2 separate regions of the Mus musculus genome follow, and region 1 is linked to region 2. Evidence: chromatin contacts called from public Hi-C data. All regions are on one chromosome and are shown on one strand. The core of a region is the stretch at or near the end of the contact, and the rest is flanking DNA. Distances in the headings are between cores, read along the strand shown.

Evidence for each region. Hi-C and Micro-C count contacts between places; a contact is called where the count stands out from the background.
Region 1: a Hi-C map of pre-B cells shows a contact between it and region 2, with 4 times the contacts expected there. The contact joins two enhancer-like sites. A contact is called at or near these places in 9 of 15 datasets of contacts at CTCF or cohesin (the G1E-ER4 cell line, embryonic stem cells, hippocampal excitatory neurons and 4 more), 136 of 484 Hi-C or Micro-C datasets (the AtT-20 cell line, B cells, the Ba/F3 cell line and 65 more), 25 of 115 datasets of contacts at active chromatin or transcription factors (the NIH/3T3 cell line, PVALB interneurons, astrocytes and 13 more) and 2 of 9 other capture datasets (embryonic stem cells and embryonic tail).

Annotation. Positions count from the first base shown.
Region 1 is chr15:34,902,541-34,908,187 of GRCm38.p6, forward strand. All of the region lies in intron 10 of Stk3 (serine/threonine kinase 3), which reads right to left. Among named protein-coding and RNA genes, the nearest start is that of Gm52204, 4.9 kb to the right of the region's middle. Within about 2 kb of position 2,056, at least 30 of the 459 cell types and tissues checked have an H3K27ac peak or open chromatin away from gene starts, as enhancers often do. A contact at or near this core is called in the P5424 cell line, neural progenitor cells and pre-B cells, where this site is marked.
Region 2 is chr15:34,740,657-34,746,160 of GRCm38.p6, forward strand. It overlaps Gm32970 (a long non-coding RNA gene), which reads right to left. Exons shown (of 7, transcript XR_383919.3): 7 at 4,314-5,504. Among named protein-coding and RNA genes, the nearest start is that of Nipal2, 65 kb to the left of the region's middle. Within about 2 kb of position 2,600, at least 20 of the 459 cell types and tissues checked have an H3K27ac peak or open chromatin away from gene starts, as enhancers often do. A contact at or near this core is called in the P5424 cell line, neural progenitor cells and pre-B cells, where this site is marked.

The sequences.
Region 1 (5,647 bases), core at 806-3,305, 160 kb after region 2:
TTAGCTGGAGGACTTTATTCAGAATACCCTTCTCCCACTCCTCCCAAATTTTGGTATTCTCTTGTTTGGGAGAGTTGCCCAAGTATTAGCTGTATAATTTGGGAAAGAATGCCGCGTGATTCTGAAGCCCACATGTATGAACACTGGACGGGAACAGGTCTCAGAGTCTGCTTCTTACTCTAGTGGATTCACAGCTGCCCTTGCAGTATTTGCTGAGTGAATGGATGGAGGAATGAAGTGAGAGCCAGTAGCCTGGGTATTTAGGAACTTGCTAAGCTATCTCAAGACACAAAGTACCTTAAGGAAGTTAGGAAGATGACCTGAACACACAGTTGGTGTGATCCACATGCATTCTCTTCAGTGCACAATAGAGTTTTCATGCCTGGGTTCTCTTGCACTTCTCTGTTAGTAACTTTCGCTCCTAAAGGAAGTTCCAAGTCACCAGAGAGGATACTGACCAAACAGGAAACAGGCCCATACCTCTCACGCTCTTTTTGAGCTAGCATCAAAGATTAACATGAGAGATCCAATGGATTCAAATCCCAGGCTTGCCCTGTTTGTCCTATCTCAACATTCTGAAACACACAGCATACACTAATGTTACTTCATCTTTCCAAAGGGTTGCAGAGAGAAACAGCTGCACACAGATTTTTGGCATGTAACTCTTATAGATAAAATAATGCAGCATTCTTCTAGATAAATTACACACTTTAAAAATATTCTTTCCTTCTTTTATAAAAATAAACTCAAAGGTTTAAAGTCTAAAAGCAATTTTGTTCAAGTCCAAATGCTACCAAATGATTTTACATAGCTTTTACCCCTAAACGTTTTTAAACAAAATCCAAAGAAAGAAATATATTTTTATAAAACACACACACACACACACACACACACACACACACACACACACACACACACACGTATATGCACGCACATACACAGAGTAAAATAATCTGTAACTGTGGACAGAGATTGGTAATGCCTACAATGCGTAAGAACTCATTTTCTAGCACTTAGTCCTCCCAAAATAGCCCTCAGGAATTAAGTCTCAATATTTATTCAGCAACTATTAGATCCAATAACCAATATCTAAACAGCATTCCCTCAGAGACTCTGTGCATGACCTCTTAACTGCTTGGTGCCTAACTTTACACATATGTCAACCAGAAAGAAGAATAATTGCTAGCTACCTCCCAGCTATTGCAGAAGATTTAATGAGACAAGAAGCCAGACCTCCACGGTGAGTCAATTATTCCCTGGGCTGAAGTTATGTTATTTGTGAGGTGCTGTAGCACTAAGGATAATAAAGTATTGTGTAGGCATTACAAATAGCTTGGTTTTTATTTCCCAAAGTATTTACATTTAATTATTCAGAAAAACATGCCAACCTTGTAACAAAAGGCCAAATGTCTTTACACACACGCACACCCCGAATTTGATAGAAGAAAATTATCCTGAAATTTTACAAAATGTTGTTTCTTTTTTGATGGGAGTGAGTTTAGGAGAAGCTGACTTAGCTCTCACTGGAACCTAGATCTGTTAAAATGGTCTGCTACCATAAAGTACATTTCACGAGGCAGGTTCAGAGTCCACTAGTTTCAGCTTGCTAGGGACAAGATTAGGATGCTGTTCTGCTAAGGAAAGATATGGATCTGTGGATGCAATTCCATTTAAAGATGCACGGCCCAAGTTCAATTTATATTAATACACACACATAAATAAGACATTTAATTTTGGATCAGTGAAGTCACAGGCTGTTTAAAAAGTTCACACAGGATGGTCATGCTCTCATGAGTAAAAAAGGATAAAATTGATTTTTTACACCAGATTAGCTACACTATATTAATCATATAAAATATTTCCCTGAAAGTCTTGGCACAAAAAATAGGCCAATGTGTTCTGTTGTGGCTATTTTTTCCAATGTAAATTTAGACAGGCAGAAAAACTTTAGAAAGTAATCACAGATTTCAAAATCAATAAATTCAAATTGTTTTCAAGGCAGTAAATACTCAGGATTGCCAAACGCTGCAGGAAAATGATTTGCAATCTCTCTGGCCACTAGACCATTTGAACAAAACAACTGAGGGAAGACCTTAAAGTAACAGAAACTCAAGGGCCAACAGATCTTGTTTCAGGAGACCGTTTGTTTAGTGCATAGAAAGACAATGAAGCAAGGGCAAGCAGCCAACTAGAGTAGGGCATGAATAGTTATCTTAACCCAGCGTCCACTGAACTGGGGCTAAGGAGCAGCAGTTGCTGTGGCAATTAGCACCAGCTAGTTGGTGCAGGAGTTTCAGTTATGGGAAAAACCTAGGGTGTGCTTGGGAACGGGGAGTATGAAAGTCTCAAAGGTTAGGATTGTTGTCTTCATCGCTTGAGGCCAGTACAATTGAGCAGAAATCCACCAGTCTGTTTTCCTCACTTCCAAAGGCCTGCCTCTGAGGATTTAGCGTTTGATGTTAATAGACGAAGTGAGGTTGCACTTTCTAACGTGTGCTACCAAGGTCTAAAAACATAATACAATTCACTTTACTCCAAGGCTCCAACCTTTCAAGAATAAGAAGCCATTTGAACTAAGAAAATAATTTCTTTCCTGTTAATTGAGAAAATGCCAGCCTCAGCCATTAAAAACAGTACTGATTTAATGCCCAAGTATCATTATTAGTACTGTGAGAAGAAATACTATTTCATTAATAGCTCAGAAATGACAGAGAAGGCGGCCGAGTTAGTAACGTGCTTGCTGCCAGCGCCCCGACAGCTTGAGCTTGGAAGGAGAGAAGCTACTCTCCAGTGCTCTCCTCTGACCTCTACCTGCAAGCCATGGCACACACACTAGTAACAAATTTATAAAATTTTATAACATAAAATTTAATTATTTAAAATTAGTTTAATCCAAAATATATTAAATCACTAAGGAAACTATTGGAATCTAATGTGCAACTTTCAGACATATGAATATTTTTTACAAAAACACATTTCTGTAGACAGTACATTATGGGAGAATTGAAAATATCAAACCCAAGAGCTATGTTTAAGCAGGTGGATATTGGGTAGCATCATCAAAACATAAAGCACTCACTGTAAAACAGCACAGTCGAGAGTAAATGCACAGCCACGGCAGCAGTTGTGCCAGAGCAGAGTTTAGGGCCCCAGAGCAGGCAGCAATGCACAGTGCAGCTGTGAGGTGATCAAGGGCAGCAGCCCCTGAGCTGACAGGAAGAACTGAGTAAGAGACACTTAGGAGGCAAATTACTGGAGGGAAGGGAGTGGGACTTCCAGAAGCCCTGGCTTTGGGCAGTTTAACTCCTTTAGGCTGCAGGCTTCTCATCCACAAGACCAGAGTAATACAGTAATTTGTGTGGAAAAGTGAAGAATGACTCTTCTTCACAGTGGTCCATGTAAATCATGTCCACACACCTATTTACTCCACACCGTATAATAAGGGAATACAGTCCCCACCAGACGAGGAACAGAAATATAAGCAAATGGTCAAGTGACAATGACATATGTAATCAGACTCACTCGAGGTCACACAGACGCAGAGGAAAGTGTGCGTGTCTGAGGTGCTAAAGCCTGGGAAAGTGACAGGGACCCAATGAAGTCTCTGTACAAGTGGTGCTTACAACCTGGAAGTGTTTTACTTCCACTGTGAGTCACTAGGCTCCTCACTTACCATATAAACTTGAGCTTGCAAACCGTAGGACAGTGTGCTATTGGAACTAAAGGGGGTGAGCACAGTCCAGAGGACACGGGGAGGCAGCATGAAAGGTGGAGGCAAGGGAGGAAGAATAAGCACGTATCATAGGAACTGCATTCCCAGCCAACCCAACACCTGAAAGAAGACGAGGGAAGACACGAGAACCTAACAGGCCATGTGCGCTGTGTCTCCATTACTAGAACACTTGAGCTAGCTACTGCTGCTGTTAGCGCCATCTGAACAACCTTAGAGTTACTGGTAAGCAACAAACCTGTAGACTCTTATACTGCTAGCAGGCACCTGTTGACTGATATGGGCTAAAGTAACTTCTTAGGAAAACTAGTGAAAAACATGGTTGCAAAATGTTTGTTTTCAGTCCTTTCATGAATCAGGTAAATTCAACTTATCCAACAAATATTTATTAACTTGCTCTATAACACAAGAGCAAATTTCTTTGAGCTGGGAAGATCAAGGGCATGGTAGTGACTTCAGAACAAAGGGGACTGTGTTGTATTATTGACTTGAAAAACTTTCCTGAAGAAATACATATGAGAGAAAGAGACAGAGAGAGACAGAGAGGAGAGAGGCACACAGAGAGAGACAGAGAGAATGAAAGCACAAGCTATCTACCTAGTTGCAGTAGTCTGTGAGGTTACAGTCCAATTCCTTTACCTAACCAAACTCACTAGAAGTCAAATACTCAGAATGAATAGCCAGTTCGGGTGATATAATGGTGCACAGGCAGAGATGGCACCTAGACAGCTGTTTTTAGACTGTAAGTCAGGACTTTTTACTACTTCAAGCCCCTCAGGGTGTTTTATAACATACAGTCTTCAAGTCAAACAGTATTTCATTCCATTTTTTTCAAACAAGGTATTTTAACTTACATAGCCTGTGCCGTTAGAGCATGGGGCTGTTGAGGGTTTTCGGCCTCCCATTGTATCCCAGCTAAGGGCTGTGCTGGAGTACTGCTAGAACTTTTGATGTGACTGTCAGGTCACTGGGGTCTCTCCGTACCTGAAACTGCACTGGAGCAGTGACAGAGAAAATTGCAAACCTGAAAGAGTCAGCAGTGCTCACCTGCCTCTCTCCCCACTCCTCACCTTCTCTGGTCTAGGTCAGCTAACTAGTGGTGGCTGTGAAAGAGGGACGCTAAATAAGGCTGTGTGGCTTTACTGATAACCCAGGCACGATGGGGAAGTACAGGGTTACCAATGACCTATGCTGGTTACAATACTGGAAATAATTTTTTCTCTATATATGGTACAAATCTGCTTTTCTTTAACTAGAAGGCAATATCCTGTAAGGGAGGGACTCAGATAGATTTATAATTTGTAGGGCGCCTTAAATATATTAGATGACCGAAATTCCCTCCATACTCTAAAATTATTCTAAACAGTATAGCGCACAGTAACCATTTCCTAGCTACTGGGGGGTGGGAAGGAAGACTGGGAGCTTGAGAGTGATTCTCTTCCCACTTCCGCATGCTATGGACAGGCTGGCAATGCCTCATCTGTTAGGCACTGCAGCTAATTCTCCATATTTGGATAGGAAAAAGACATCATGTCTCAAAGGATGGCACTGACAGGAGGGTATGGCCGGTACTAACAATATCCTCCTGTCAGTGCCATCAGTGGCTTTGGAGAGAGGGAAAACAGTCAACAATTTCCCTACATAGAAAATTGATAGAAACACAGATGGAACTGAGAAATGGGAGATGGAATGCAGAGATGGAATGGCATGTGGGAGCTCCCCAGAATTTTCTTCCATAGACACACCATCTGTAGCTCAGAATGTGACTGTTTGGAATCAGGACAACTCTATGCAGTTGTTCTTGCAGCAAGATGTACCTATGAGACCGAGGTCTGGCCAGCATATATGGCAGCTTCCCAGTCACCTTCTCAAAAGCCATCTGGGCCTGCCCATCCAGCCCTCTTCAACACTGCGTGG
Region 2 (5,504 bases), core at 1,350-3,849:
CCCACTGACTGCACAGTTCCACAAATACTATTAGAAAGGCGTGATGGACCAGCTGTCCACTAGTACTCTTCTCTAAGTCTTTCCGGATCTCAGCCTTCAGGGCAGGTAGTTTTCCTTACCCCTGGAGGTAGGATAGTCCCATGTAACTAATACTGACCAATTAGATGTGAGAACTTGATTACTGGGGGGAGGCCTTGAAAATGATCTTTTTTCTTTACATGACCACTGTGTCTCAAATGGTGGCTTCTCCATCCATCACACATTTTACAACCCAGCTTGTGATGGGCAAGCACTGTAAGCAGAAAGAAGTCCCTGAGACTTGGAGTGTGTTCCTGTGGTACACCTTTTCTGTCATGATAGATGGCATGCCCCTGGGCAGGGCCATCTGGAAACAACATTTGAAAACTCTAACTCAAGCACAAAGTTTGAGACACAAATTTCTCTTCCCTTGGTCCTGGGTCTCCCATGAATTCCTTGCCCCACCTAAGAAAGCACACAGTTCTCTAGTAGTGATTCTACCATAAAACTGCACTGGAGGAATGTGTCGCTTGCTTGGACAGGGGTGATACCCAAGGAGTATTGGTAGAGTTTCGTTAAGGATCGTGACGGTCCAAATGCGGAAAGAACCGTCCCTTTGTTTAGCCCCATTCTTGTTTACAGAAAGACCAGAACCTGTGGCAGGGGAACATGTACCCCCCAACTTCTAGATAAAGATTCTTACAGTGTCCCCAGTGCTGAGAAAGCAATGTGAGGAGAAACTTAGAAGTGTGGAAAACACAGCTGAAGGCCTAGGGCACTCCGCACACTCAGCTCCCAAATGTGGGAATGCTATGTGATGAGTTTATGAAATATAAAAGTCAAATGAATTTTTCATGAAGAAGTTATCTTCCCAAGATGCAATAATGGAAAATTCCTTTCAAGAACTGGTGTTTAGACCTCACAAAAATGCGCGGCAAATTGCATTGTGATTTATTTGTCAATGTTTTTATAGGTTAGGCGTTACTTTCTACCCCACAGCTGGAGTCAATTTTTAATATTTAAAAGTGGAAAGAAAGCAAAACCTAAACACATCCAGAGATGTCTGTTTTAGATTGAGCTTTTCCCAAACAGTGCTGTTTAGAACTGACCCCTGAGCATGGTCGGTCAGCTGCCAGCTGGCCTTTACTTCCCTGCAACACAGCATTAAAATACCTGGACTGGGCAGACTGCACATAAGACCTCCTAAATTGTAGCTGGTGGGTCTAGTGTTTATAACCAATTTCAAATGCATGTAGCCTGTCTGCCCTCTCAATTGAAGAAGCAAAAGTCTTTTTTGTTTTTTTACTCTAGATTTTCCTTCATGCCCCTAGCTCAAGGTGCTGTGAGCACGATTTTCAGGTCCAGTGGTTTCTGGATCCAGTAGATGGCCAGGTGAGTGGGAATCCCCTTGGTTACTCCTTTTTTGTTGCAAGCAATCCAACTACAAAAGAGCAAGCTGATTCTTTCAACCTCGGAGCTCCATGAAATCTAGTCTGAAAACTACTCAGGGCTCACCTTCCTGGGATTCCAGGTCAAAGAATATGCTGGATTTGCACTTGAGAGCTCATGGAAATATTCAAATTCCCAGCAAAGAGATCAAGCCTACACCCCTAATCTTATTGCTTGGGCCAAATCTACTTGAATGTGGGCTTCATCCTACCATGTGACCAAGCATTTACAAAATGAGACTGGGTCTCTGTTTCGTGAGAGATCATACAGTAGTTCCAGCAGCACACTATGTGTGTGTATGTGTGTGTGTGTGTGTGTGTGTGTGTGTGTGTGTGTTCATGCTCAGTTGTAGCTTCTACACCTGAAGCCAGCCATCATGCCGGCACTGACCGTTGCTAAGGGGGGCATGTATGTGCTTACCAACTACAGGTTCAGTAACACACAACATCTGGAGGGAGGGAAAACAACCCTAACTGTGACCGACACAGTTCCTTTGGGTAATATGGCTGATACCCTGCTCATGAAGGCGGTGTTTCTCTTGTCCTCTCCTGCTTTCTTCCTCTTGATCATTCTGGAGCCAAGACCCATAGGAAGAGTTGATTTCTTTCCAAATTCGTGCGTTGGTCTTGTTGAATCTGCCAGCCCAGGGCTGCTGACACCACCCCCAGTCAAGCTATGAGAAGCACTAACCACTTCATAGACACAAGCCAAAAAAAAAAAAAAAAAAAAAAAAAAAAAAAAAGCCTCCTTTGTAAGGTATGGAAATGTCAGACGTGCGAGAATTGGGCATCATATTCAGCTACTGTGCCTTTTCCTCAGCGCTCTCAACAGGAGCAGCACCCCAGGAGAACCCCTTCGGCATGCTGCCCCAATAGCATCAGAGACATAAGAGATGATGATGATAAGTGATTATTTCCCTGTCTTAAAAGGTTTTCTTGTGTCACAGAAAGGATTTGTCATGGATTTCCTTCTAAAAGTACACACCCTAAACCCACTTCCACACATGATTCGATTTAACCCGAAAAATCTTTATAAAACACACCTAAATGCTTTTTGAGATACAAGGACAACCACGACTAAAGTGCAGCGGATCTACCCGCCAGCAGGGGGAGCTCTTCCCCCTGGTTCAAGCTGCCATTCCAGTTCTCTAGTGGTCCACCCTTTTGCTCAAAAAACTTTGCTTGGGTTTAAAGAAGGTGGAGTAAAGACAGAAGCCGGCTGTCCAAAACAACAGATACGGGGACGGGATGCGGGGGAGGAGGGTGGTGTACTTTATCCCGAGGGCAGAGGACAGCTACTAAAGGATTCTCAGAAATGTGCGGCTTTGTATTGAGGCATCCTGTCTTTTTTGGCTCAGTATCTGACCTATTTGAGAAATCTATTGAAACACGCCACTTGGCACCGATTGTGATGCTGTTAGAGAGTTCATGGGCAAGACATTCTGAGAAAGGGATTGAAGATAAGCATCAGGAGGAAAGTACACTGCCTCCAGAAAACCAAGAAAGGCAGAGCCACCCTTGAGCTGGACCGCAGTGCAACACAATGCACGCATGGAATCCAAACATGGTCCAGAGACCAAAAGCTCTCATAAGCAAATGAGGAGTGACTTTTCTAAAGAAAGAGCTGGGAAAATGGTATTTCCTTCCTGTGCTGAGAAACAAAGTAAAGATACTCTGGGGAAAAGACGTGAGCTCCTAGGCACACAACTGGGTGCCATCTGTCACCCGCAAACAGCTGTGGCATGGAGAGTACAACCACATGTCTTTAGAGCTTCCCAAAGGAACCAAGAGAAAGTGACGAAAAGGCGAAATCAGTGTCTTCCTAAACGCTTATAACAGAATCAGGCTGCTGGGCTCTCCTTCCTGGGTGACTCTATTTGGCTTCTCATGACTAGATCCTCTCTAGCATCCAGCATCCAGGAGGATCTTTAAATCTGATCTTCTTAGAATCCCTCAAGGGCCTTCCATTACCTCCAGGCTAGAGTCCTAACTCTGTAATGTGATTTGGGAGAGCCCTGCAGACTCTCATCCCCGAGGCCACCATGTCTCAGTTCTTGTCCTTTCTGCTCTCTATGCCTTTCTGAAAGCCTTGCAGTTTTGTGTTTCGGGTGGTTCTGGAGGCCAATGTCCTTCCTTCTGTCTTCCATCACAGTGCTGGTTAGATGTCAAATGCATGTTGGACACTGTCCTGGAGATGGAGACCTGCAAATGCTTTCTCTTCCCTGGGTTCTACCACACTCAGGGTCTCGTTCTCTCAGTGTGTCCCCTTCCATATCCTTTTCCTCGTTTCCGTTAAGATATGGAATTATAAATTACTTCATTATGGGAGCCACCTTGACCCCACAAGAGTGGAAGAGACATTAGACTCTCCCCTAAACAATTCTATGCTTAATCCTTCGGTTTCATTTGTATAACTAGCTACTGACCCCTCGACACCACCATAAACACAAAGGTGGGGCTTTCCTTGCTGTATCTTCATGTTTAGTCCTGCATCTAACACTCCTTGAATTAACAAGGTTTATTATTAATGAAGTCTGGTCTGTGAATGGTATAGTCCTTGTCATATGCTATCTGGCTTCCCTGGTGCACTGTAAGGAATATTCTTCCTTCTCTGGAAGCTCCTGCTTATAGACAGCTCCATCACCTTAATATTTTATGGAACAGCCATTTTTTCAGATTATGAAGGCATTATCTCTGCTTAACTGAACACCAGGGTAGAGTCTAAGGCTCATGGTTCTCTTTGCATTCCAGCAACTAGATAGCTTTGTTAACAGGCCAGTTGGCTAAAGCTATGTACTGTTCATAGTTACTTTGTGTTGATGTGACCAAAATATCTGAAACAAACCATTTAAAGAAGGAGAAGTTTATTTTGGCTCAGAATATCAAAAGGGATTTCAGCCAGTGGTGGTGAGGAAGGCATGGGAGTGGAAAAGTGTGGAGGAGATGTCTCAGCACGGTGAACAAGAGAGCGAGGAGAATGGGCCCAGAGCAGGGGCCAAACAAGACCTTGAAAGGGCTGCCACCAGGGGCCTACTTCAGACACCTCATAGTCATTGTACGACCCTCCAGAATAACACTGTCATCTTGGTGGTGGGGGGGAAAAAGCCCAAAACTTCAAAATATGAGCTGGGGAGGGGAGACTTCACATTCAAACTGTAACAGGATACAAGAATGCATCTTCTGGACTTTTATGTAAAATATGTAAATGAATAGAGATCAGTGATTTCTAGAGCATCTCCTAGCAGTGCCAGATGCTCACTACACAACCATTTAACTCACTCTCTTATACTCTCCATACTCATTGGACCCAAACTCAACAGGGTCAAAGATGGGTCTTGTCAGTCTGATCACTGCAAAGAGGCAGACAGCCAATGTATTCATTGCACTGAACACCCCTTTCCAGTCACAGCAGATGGACAGAGAGAACATTGGCCTGATTTTGAGTGTTCAGAGATGACCAACAACCTTGGTGGTGGGAGAGCCACTTTCTGACCCACACATTCTTCAGTCTAGGCCCCACGTTTTCCCCACAGTATAAAGATGTAGCTGCAGACACATAGACACAACTGTCTTTTTAAAACTAGGCATGGCCCCCATGTACATAAGATATGTGGCTAAGAGCATTGGCCCTGCTAGGAGGCTGTCTTCCCTTTTCTAGCTTGTGGACTTGGACAGCCACTTGGTCTCTTCATGTTTCAGTTTCCTCATTGTATTGCTGAGAGGATTAAATCTGCTAATGAAAAGCATAGATCAATGTCTGACATGAGATGAATGTTACAGTCAAGGTGAGCTACCTTCATGATTGGAATGAGAGTGCTGAACAGATTTCAGGATCTATTTGGGTTGACACCTCCAGCTACCTTGCTGGGGGACAGGGACAGAGCAGCACACCTGTGCACAAGACATGTATTGTACAGTGATGTGGCGTGCACTGGAATGTCATGCTGGCTTCTAGAAGAGGCCTAGACTAAAGCAGGTGTGCTGGTCTGATGAGGTGTGGAGATCCACCTTCAGAATGTGACAAAGGATCCTAATGTG